Regions from separate parts of the Sus scrofa genome. Here region 1 is linked to region 2. Evidence: chromatin contacts called from public HiChIP or PLAC-seq data. All regions are on one chromosome and are shown on one strand. Each heading gives the region's core, a stretch centred on a gene start, on an enhancer-like site or on the middle of the called end of the contact. The rest is flanking DNA. Distances are from core to core; before and after follow the strand shown.

Region 1 (4,587 bases), core at 1,254-3,753, 76 kb before region 2:
TGGCAAATGAATCTCATGGTTCTGAGATCTTTTGCCTTTCTTGGTCTCATGTCCACATCTCTACAATGGGCCTGAGACCAGAGGGTGGCCACCATTCTCTGGCTTTCTTCTAGCTCTTCCCCGCAGGACCTCTAAGAGCAGACAAATTCTTATTATGGAAACAGAGGTCCTGGTACCTTCTACCACTCAAGAAAGGGCTGGGAGGCTGCCCCTGGGGCCACTCTCCCCCATGAAGGTCTCCTGAGGATCAAGGGAGAGGCAATGGTCTTCCAACAGGAGTTCCACATTCAGCTCACTCCTCTGGCTCCTCTGCTGTGCCTGGCCTCCTGCCCCTCAGCACTGGGTGCTTTGTGCTGACTCTTGCATGGCTGTCAGTACAGTGACTACATTCTGCTGTGCTGTGCATGCTTCAGGTTTGGCAGCCAATTAAAAGTGATTTCTGAGACTAGATGAAAAGGGGAGGAAGGCGTCTGATGCAAATCATGGCAGGAGGAGCTCCTGGTGGTAGAGGAGTCCAGGCTTGCTGCAGAAGCTTGTTCCTCCCTTGGGCCCAATTATGGCTCCAGCAGGCCAGCCTGGCCAACCATGCACATCCTGTGTCTTACGGCAGACAGCTGGCTGGGCACCTGAAAGATCCTGTCGTATTATCTTGGCCATGCAGAACTTACTTGTACCTGTAGGAAGTGTTTTTAGTTTCCCTGTACATCAACAGGGAGAAACCAAACTCCCAAATCCAGGATCTTTAAACTTTTTATGCTCTTTGGCTGTCTGGTGAAGCCTATTAACCCTTTCTCAGAAGAAAATTTTTTAAATGCCAAAAATTAGGATTTCTCTTGTGGCCCAGCGGGTTAAAGATGTTGTCATTGCAGCGGCTCATGTTGCTGCCATGGTGTAGGTTTGATCCCTGGCCGGAGAACTTCCATATGACATGGGTGCAACCAAAAAAAAAAAAAAAAAAAATCCCAAAAAAGAAAAAAATTGAAATACACATATAGGATTATAAAGGACATCAATTATATTGAAATTCAATTATCAAAATATTGAATTGTAATAAGACAATATACATGCTTCCTTATTAATATATTAAAAAACATGTTCTATAATTTTATAGTAGTGATGATATTTTGAGTCTCTCTCTGCAATAACTGTTTTATTTGATATAAAAGTAACAGTGATCTCTATTGAAGACAAAAATTCCAGGTCCTGCTAATACTACTGTGTTTGCTGCCTACTGAATTAGTTATCTGTTGCTACAGAATGCAACTTAGCAATTTACAAATAGCAGATATCATTGCACTCAGTTTCTGAAGGTCAGGTATCCAGGAGGAGATTTTGGATGTTTCTACTCAGTCTCCCGTGTGACTGCAGTCAAGCTATGGGCTTCGGCTATATCATCTAAAGTCTGGAGAATCCACTTCCAGGATCACTCATGTGACTAGTTCTCAATGGCTCTTGGCTTGGTGCCTCAGTTCCTTGTCACCTGAACTGAAGTCAGGGCAGCTGGCTCCCCTCAGAGTAAGTGATGGAGAAAGAGCAAGCACCCAAGATGAAGCTGCAGTCTTTTATAACCTAATCTCAGAAGTGGCATGCTGTCACTTCTGTATCCTATTGATCACACAGACTGACCCTGACACAAAGTGGAAGGAGACTGCACAGGAATGAGGTCAAGGAGGCCATGTGGAAGCCTGCTTACCACACCAATGCTCAAAAGGAAGGACATGCTAAATTTAAATTAAAACTGAGTAAAAATAGAGATGTAAATTTTTCTCATCTGAGTTCCTACACCCTGAATTTTATGCACCTACTTTAAATTTAAGTTAGAGCTTAGTAAAAATAGAGAGATAAATTTTTCTCATCTGAGTTCCTACACCCTGAATTTTATGCACAGACTCCAAGTTAAAAACTGCTGATAGATTGAGAGCATCTTTGTTTCCACACAGTTTCTTAGTTTAAAGAAAATCAAACCATGGGATAATCAAAATCACAGACCACCCTCTAAAAAACAGAGCTTTAAGGGTCTATGCGCAGGCCTGATAAGCTTTCCTTTTATTTGTGATTTGTTGAGCTCAAGATTGCTGGTACTCTTGGCCTTGCACAGAGCTGGACACATGGGAGATGGCATATGTTCACTGGATTCAGAGATCTTACTGTTTAGTGCATTTGGGATCAAAATATGTTAAACTCAGGAGGAACTTTGGAGACCATCCAGTTGATTTTTACAGGGAGATTATTCTAGCCCTGCTCCTGCCTGAAGACTGTACATGTTCTGTCCCCTCCGCCTAGAATGCACTTCCTCCAGATATGGCTCCATCTCTCTTGCTGCATATCTTTATTCAAATGTCACCTCAGTGTGACCTCCAATGGCCACCTGTCTAGAGATAAGCAGCCTCTCAGATGGCTCCAGTGATGCTCATCCCCTAGTCTTCATGCCCTTGTATCACCCCCTGACTTTGAGTGTGGGCTGGGCCTAATGACTCATTTCTAAGGAATAGAATACAGGAAGGATAGGGTGCCACTTCCGCAATCAGGTCATACATCATCTGGGCTTCCTTGCTGAGCCTCTCTGGTCCTCTCACTGTCCACTCTGATGGAAGTCAGCTCCCTGTTTTGAGCTCTCTATGGAGAGGGTGATGTGGCAAGGCTACAAGGGAGACTTCTAGCCAATAAGGAGCTAAGGCCTTTAGTCCAGCAATCTGCAAGAAACCAAAACTTTGCCAATAACCATGTGATTGATCTTGGAAGTGACTCCTCCCCCATCCAAGCCCTGATGACTGCAGCCCCTGCCAACACTTCCATGACAGTCTTGAGAGCCTGAGCCAGAGGACACAGCCAAACTATGCCTGGATTCCTGAGCCATAGAAACTGTGACGATAAATGTTGTTTTAAACCACTAATGTTGGTGTGATTTGTTATTCAGCAACTAGTAACGTGCTATCAAAAATCATAACCTGTCACTCCCACCTTGATACTTCCTACCTTTCACACCCACCACACATTTTTTTCTCCTTACTACTTTTCACTGGAAAATGTGTATGTGTATTATATATATACATATACATATATACATATACATACATATATATAGTTGTCTATCTTTCCCTTAGAATGTGAGTTTTATGAGGGTAGGTATTTTTGGCTAAAATGGTGCCTAGAACAGTGCTTGGCACAAATTTGGTTCTTAATAAATACCTGTTGAATGAGTGAAGGGGACCGAGAAGGGTCTTAGGATGGGGTATGCCTCGGTTAAGGTGGTATTTTAGAAAACAGCCCCTGGATATGTTAACTATATCCATACTACTTAATGCTTCTCCAACTTACAGTGACATTTCTCTCGATATCCCACCCACACCTCCAGCACTGTCTTTGATCTGGGCAAGCAAGGCCCCTTTCCTCACACATCAAGGGTCATCTTGTCTTGAAGTGTCCTTGTGTCAAATTTGTTAAGTCCCCTTCTGGTTCCTGGAACTGACCTAGGCCAACAGTGCTTCTGGCAGGTTGCCCCAAGCCCAGACTGGGTCCTAGGTAGCCCAAGTCTCAGTTCTCCTATACACTTTTTTTTTTTTTTTTTTTTTTTTGTCTTTTTGCTTTTTCTAGGGCCGCTCCCACGGCATATGGAGGTTCCCAGGTTAGGGGCCTAATGGGAGCCATAGCCACCGGCCTACGCCAGAGCCACAGCAATGCGGGATCCAAGCCGTGTCTGCAACCTACACCACAGCTCACGGCAACACTGGATCCTTAACCCACTGAGCAAGGCCAGGGATCAATCCCGCAACCTCATGGTTCCTAGTCGGATCCGTTAACCACTGTGCCACGACGGGAACTCCTCCTCTACTCTTGAAGAGATCCTCCTGCATAATCTAGGGTGGCCCCGTTCTTCCCTCATTTAGAATCCTTATTAGAGTTAACCCCTGTCAGTGATCAGAATGTATCAGGAAAATAAAAATAATTAAAAAGCATGTTATAGATTAAAGGAGACCCCCAACATGAATTTTGGTTGAATCCTGGTTTTAAAAAATTAGTTATAAGGATATTTCAGGGACAATGGGGGAATTTGAATCTGGACTGGATATTAGATAATCTTAAGGAAATTATTCATTTCCTTAGGTATGGTGATATACTACAGTTATGTCCTCAATATTAGGAGATGAATGCTAAAGTATTTAGGAGTGAAATGTCATGATATTTGTAACTTATTTTTAAGTGGTTCAGAAAAAACAGTTTTTAAAATTAAATATGTAAATATGTATACACACACAAATACACACGTGTATATACATATATAGTTAAACAGATTCAGAAAAAAAAATGTTAACTATTAAATACTATTGGTGTTAACTATTAAATAACTACTGCTGAGTGTATATGTGCTTATCCTACTATCCTTTCTATTGCTACATGTGTTTGAAAATGTTCACAATCAAAAGTTTCTAAATGTTTAAACATATATTAATTTCAAATAGAAAACTGGGCTTCAGGGAGGTGATGATAACCCAGCTAGTCAGTGGCAGGTGAGAACCTAGAGGACCAGGCTGCCAGTCCAGTTTTCTTTCTGTCACATCCAGAACATCCTTCCTTAATTTTTTCCCA
Region 2 (5,128 bases), core at 596-3,095:
AATGAATACATTATATTATCCCTTCTTTCATGAATGTTTGAATTCTCCATAAAAAAAGTTTCAAAAATAGATACTTCCATTATGTTAAGAACTTAGAAGAAGAAATATGCATGCGTATGAACTCTAGTCCTGGCCACTTTTTTACTACGAGTGTATGTATACCTCGTTGCTGAAGAGTGGCATATGTTACTAGTGCTAAAGAGTGTGGTCTTCCCATTTTGTAGGGCAAGTCCGTATTGACGTGTGTCAAGCACATGCTTCAGAGGCTTTCCTTTCAGGGGGATGCATGATATTAGGCTGACCCATGGAGAAAGCAGACAGTGGAGAAGGCAGACAGTGGCTTCTTCAAACTGAGTCGGAGCCAATGGACCCATGGTTTTGGAAGAATATTTTTCTTTTTGCGATGATAGAGTAGTCAGTGCAAGTTCCAGGTTTGATCTGTGTAAAAACTCCTTAGTCATCTGTGACACGACGTGGGGACTGACAAGCTCCTCTGCACTGCACATTGCCACACCCGTCACTGCTGCCAAAACAGCAACAGCACCCAGCATTCTTCCTCTGAGAGTACCTATTAAGTTTCCCCCTCCTCTGCCTCCCTCTTAAGTGAGAAGTAGCAGTACCATCTAGGCTCCCAAACAAGATGCCTGGGAGCTATGAGCTATTCTTCCTCAACACCTGAATCTCCTTCATCTTCCAGGATTTAACCAGACTCCATGTTCTGCAGATTCTGCAACCTTCTTTTCTCTCATATTTAATCTCACCTCTCTATCCCTGTTGCCTATTGAAAGTTAAAACTCATTCTTCTTCACCTGGACTATTTCACAGCCTCCTACCCCTGTTTTCAACCCCTATCACCCACTTCAATGCTGCTGTGAAGATGAGTAATATGATCACATCACTCATTTTCTGGGAACCCCCTCAATGTTGCTCCACAACCTTCAGAATGAAGAATTTGCTTCTTAGTTTGGAACACAGAGTCAGCTACAACCAGGCTTCTGCCTACCTCTCCTTTTTTTTTCATTCCTGGTCCTTCCAAGTTCAACTGCTTATAGTTCCTAGACTGTGCCAGGTAGTGTCATATCTCTTTACCTTTGCTCCATAGTTCCCTCCTCCTGGCATGCTCTGTTACACCTATTCTCTCAGTGGACACCTCCATTCCTTTTAAGACTGAGTTCAAGTACCAAGCCTCAAAGAAAACTGTCCTGATCAGGGCAGAGGTAAGTGTGGGGTAAATCCAGCCCACAATCCACTCACCCAGTCCCTTGTGCTGGTGTAGTAACTACATAAGCCCAGAGGATAAGGCTCAAATTTATGAAAAGATACTTATGTGCTAGCTATAACACCCCCTGCCTAAGTGAAGTCTACTGCTCCCTCTTGCCTCCCCCTGTACTCCATACATACTGGCAGCCACTTACTGAACTTGTGGTTTAGTGGAAGCAGATGAGACAGAGATTTGAACCCTTAGCCCACTCAGGGCAATGCCATCTCTTTTCTGCCTCATAACTGCTACACCTAGCACAGAACCTGGCACATATTAGGCATGTAATAAATGATTATTGAGTAAATAAAGCCATAAGTGAAGCATTACTTCAGAGCACTATATTTTTAAATATTATGAGTGTATATATTTAAGGCACAATTTGCAAACAAGCCATGTGTTGGAACATCAGTATTTTACATCTGACAAAGCATGACCTGGTTCAGTGAGCTATGCTGGTAAATCTCCAGCTCATGACTAATGATCTCAAGATCCTCGTTAGAGACATCCTCAGGAAGAGGCAGAGGGTATGGCTTCAAACCCCTAGTCCCCAGCTCACTTTCAGAACAGCAGCGCAGCTGGGAGGGCTCACAACAGGAGGCCTGTTGAAAACCAGCTGTGGTTTTGCCCTGTGTTTGGATTTCTGTGCAGGGAAGGGCACTTCCTCCTGCATTTGTTAGAGCCAAATAACACATTCTGGGTGGAGAGGATTGCAGTTGTAAGCCTTGTTTTGGACACAGGAAAGGGCAGCAGCATCTTAGAACTTAGGTAATCACATAGCTTGGATTAAGAACTTGAGTGGCAGGCAACCAAAGATTGGCGATTGCTTTTGCTGCATCATTTTCTGCTGGGTTTGCAGTTTGAGGGAGGCATTGTTGGTCTGTTATGCTTGGCAATATACAGTAGTTAGCACTGGTTGAATACTTGCTAAGTTGTGAATTCTTCAGAAGAGAGGAGGGTAGAAAAAGATTCCAAGGCTCTCCTTGTCTTCGCCTTGTTGCCGTAACTCAGGGCAATGGGAAGCAGTGAACTGTGGACCCAGGCACTGTCTGGAGAAGTAGACGGATCACGAGTATGAGGCAAGCTGAGTCTTTGTCTGTTTCACTTCCATGATGGTATTCACCAAAAAGGCTATTTTAGTCTAGTTTAAGGAAGAAGAAAAATCAGACCCTAGAAAACTATTTAAGAAAAGCAGCAGGAAAAAAGAAGGAAAAAAAAAATTAAAGCTATATCCCTTGGAGAGAGAAATAAAAATTTGAATTTTGTTAGAAACAATGTTCCCATTCCCAATACTGTCAAATCCATAAAAACTGGGAAGAAAAAAAAATCTTTCTGGGTTTTTGCTTGCACAAGACATTTATTCTCCCTCCCATTTCTTAATTTGGCATTTTCTTTCTTCAAGTACCAAATCCAGTAAATGTTCTTTAAATGGAAAGAAAAAAGTATTAATAAATGCCAGAAAACAGTTTCCCAGCCAGTCAGCCAAACCACAAATATCCAAAAACGTGATTTCATTTTTATAATATAATGAACTGAAGAAAATCAAATAGAAATATAGAGAGAAGGAGAAAATGTAGTCTAAATATCTGTTGAAAGGATTTCCAACTTCAGGTTATTCAGAGAGAACAAATGAAGAGAAATAGCCAATCAATGACGGAATTCAGGAGTTCCCATTGTGGCTCAGCTGCTAATGAACCCAATTAGTATCCATGAGGATATGGGTTCCATCCCTGGCATTGCTCAGTGGGCTAAGGATCCAGTGTTGCCATGAGCTGTGGTGTAGGTTAGGTTGCAGATGCGGCTCAGATCCCGAGTTGCTGTGGCTCTGATTCTACCCGTAGTCTTGAAACTTCCATATGCTGTGGGTGTGGCACTAAAAAGACAAAAAAAAAAAAAAAAAAAAAAAAAAGAAAAGAAAAAGAAAAATTCAAAACCCTGTGTTGACAAAATTGAGAAGTTCAGAGAACTCTAAACCCTTATATAGGCTTCATCGGTCACCTACACTGAGTCTCTTGAAATATACACACTATTCAGCATCTGCATTTTCCTCAATCTGTAAAGTGGTCTCAAAGGGCCCATATTATGAACCAAGAAACTAAAACTGACATGAAGCAAAGATGTTAACGCTGGAATCTGTTTTTCCAAGCATCATCTCTTCCTTTGGCAAGGTTGATAAGCTGACTTAAGCCCACAGAGGTGGCCTCTGCAGCAAGATAGTCCATAACTACTCTGGTGACATCTGCTCCAGGTTTTCTCTAACCTGCTCCATAGCCCAGGAGTGAAGCCCAGGATTCCTCATCTGTTTTCCCAAAACCCCTGAGCATTTCTTTCTTGATGCATGTAAACAGTTACTGTAATACCATGCTTACACATCTCCCTCATTAGACTATGAATTTGAGAGCCACTGTGTCTTTTATATCTCTGATGCCAAGCATAGTGGCTGGAACATGAATTAACTAATTTATACAAAAGCTTCCTTTTTTTTGCATACAAAGAACTCAGGTCCCTTAAGTTGTTCTACGCTATTATTACGTAGTTCTCAATATGTTTTAGTACTAGTAAATAGGATGCATTATTCTTACATCTCTTGTAAACAGAGAAACTGGGGTACAAATACAATTACATCTAAACACATGCTTCTCTAACTTTAGTGTGCATGAAAAACATGGAGGGATCTTGTTAAGTGCAGATCCTTATTGAATTGGACTGGGGAAAAGCCTGAGAGTCTACTTTTCTAACAAGCTCCCAGATGATGCCAATGCTCTTGGCCCCCAAGATAACAGTGAGTTGACCCAGGCAGAATTTACTGTTCTCTTCTGAAAGTTAAGTCCAGAGATGAGCAGTTTAGGCTGCTTTTGAGGTTCTTCTGTGTTATCAGGGGCTCAAATTTCTTCTGTATTTCAGCTTTACTATCCCAGGTATGCTTTATCACCTCAAGGTCTCCTCTTGTCCCATGATAACCACTCTGGCCATCACATTAATGCTATAGACAGGAGAGAAGAGGAAGCACCAAGGGCTAACGGGGTGCATGGCTGGGTCAGACCATCTACCTGAATTTTTAGGAAAAGCCTCACTCAATAATCTTCACTGTATTGGAAAAACATACTTCTCCTACCTTTTGTTTCTCCTTTACTCTTACCCTATTGCCACACTCACAACGCTTCTGACACCAGAAGGGTTGAGGTAAGATGTATGAGATTTTTTTCTCCCACACCAAGCAATTCTGCAGCACTAGCTGGGCGTCCTACAATTTAACTCAGCTCTGACACTATCTACCTGGAATAGCATCCAATTCCAGAGGCTAAGGGCTCAATCCTGTAAGACTGCCCCCCCCCCACTTCAAACCTCAACCACAAGTCCAGATTGTCATCTGTGCTTCTGAAAAACTGGTTATAAATCGGAGGATCCTCCAACCTCCTCCTCAATTAATTTTCTAGAATAGCTTACAGTTAGGAAACCAATTTACTAGCTAGATTACCAGTTTATTACAAAGAATATCACTCAGAAACAGCCACATGGAAGATATGCGTAGGGCAATGTGTGGGTGAAAGGGGCTGGGTGCTTACATGCCCTCTCTGATTGCACCCCTCTCCCAGTACCTCCATGTATTCACCAGCTCAGAAGCTCTCCAAACCCCATTCTTCTGGATTTTTATGGAAGTTTCATTTACATAGCGTAATTGATTAAATCTTTAGCCGTCGGCAATCAAACTCCCAGCAATTCTCCCCTCCCCTGAGGTTAGGGATGGAACTGAAAATTCCATCCCTCTAATCACAGAGCTGGTTCCCCTGCAGCCAGCCTCCATGCTTAGGTTGGTCCAAAATTTACCTCATTAGCATAAACTCCTCCTCATTGAAAGGAGTTTGCTAT

Evidence for each region. HiChIP or PLAC-seq counts read pairs in DNA pulled down with a chosen protein or histone mark.
Region 1: a contact with region 2 is called in an H3K27ac HiChIP or PLAC-seq map of alveolar macrophages. The contact joins two enhancer-like sites. A contact is called at or near these places in 2 of 47 Hi-C or Micro-C datasets (embryonic fibroblasts and epiblast stem cells) and 1 of 2 datasets of contacts at active chromatin or transcription factors (alveolar macrophages).

The regions. Positions count from the first base shown.
Region 1 is chr16:33,963,422-33,968,008 of Sscrofa11.1, reverse strand. No RefSeq gene overlaps it. Among named protein-coding and RNA genes, the nearest start is that of SNX18, 190 kb to the right of the region's middle. Within about 2 kb of position 2,503, at least 4 of the 83 cell types and tissues checked have an H3K27ac peak or open chromatin away from gene starts, as enhancers often do. A contact at or near this core is called in alveolar macrophages, where this site is marked.
Region 2 is chr16:33,885,793-33,890,920 of Sscrofa11.1, reverse strand. No RefSeq gene overlaps it. Among named protein-coding and RNA genes, the nearest start is that of SNX18, 110 kb to the right of the region's middle. Within about 2 kb of position 1,845, at least 26 of the 83 cell types and tissues checked have an H3K27ac peak or open chromatin away from gene starts, as enhancers often do. A contact at or near this core is called in alveolar macrophages, where this site is marked.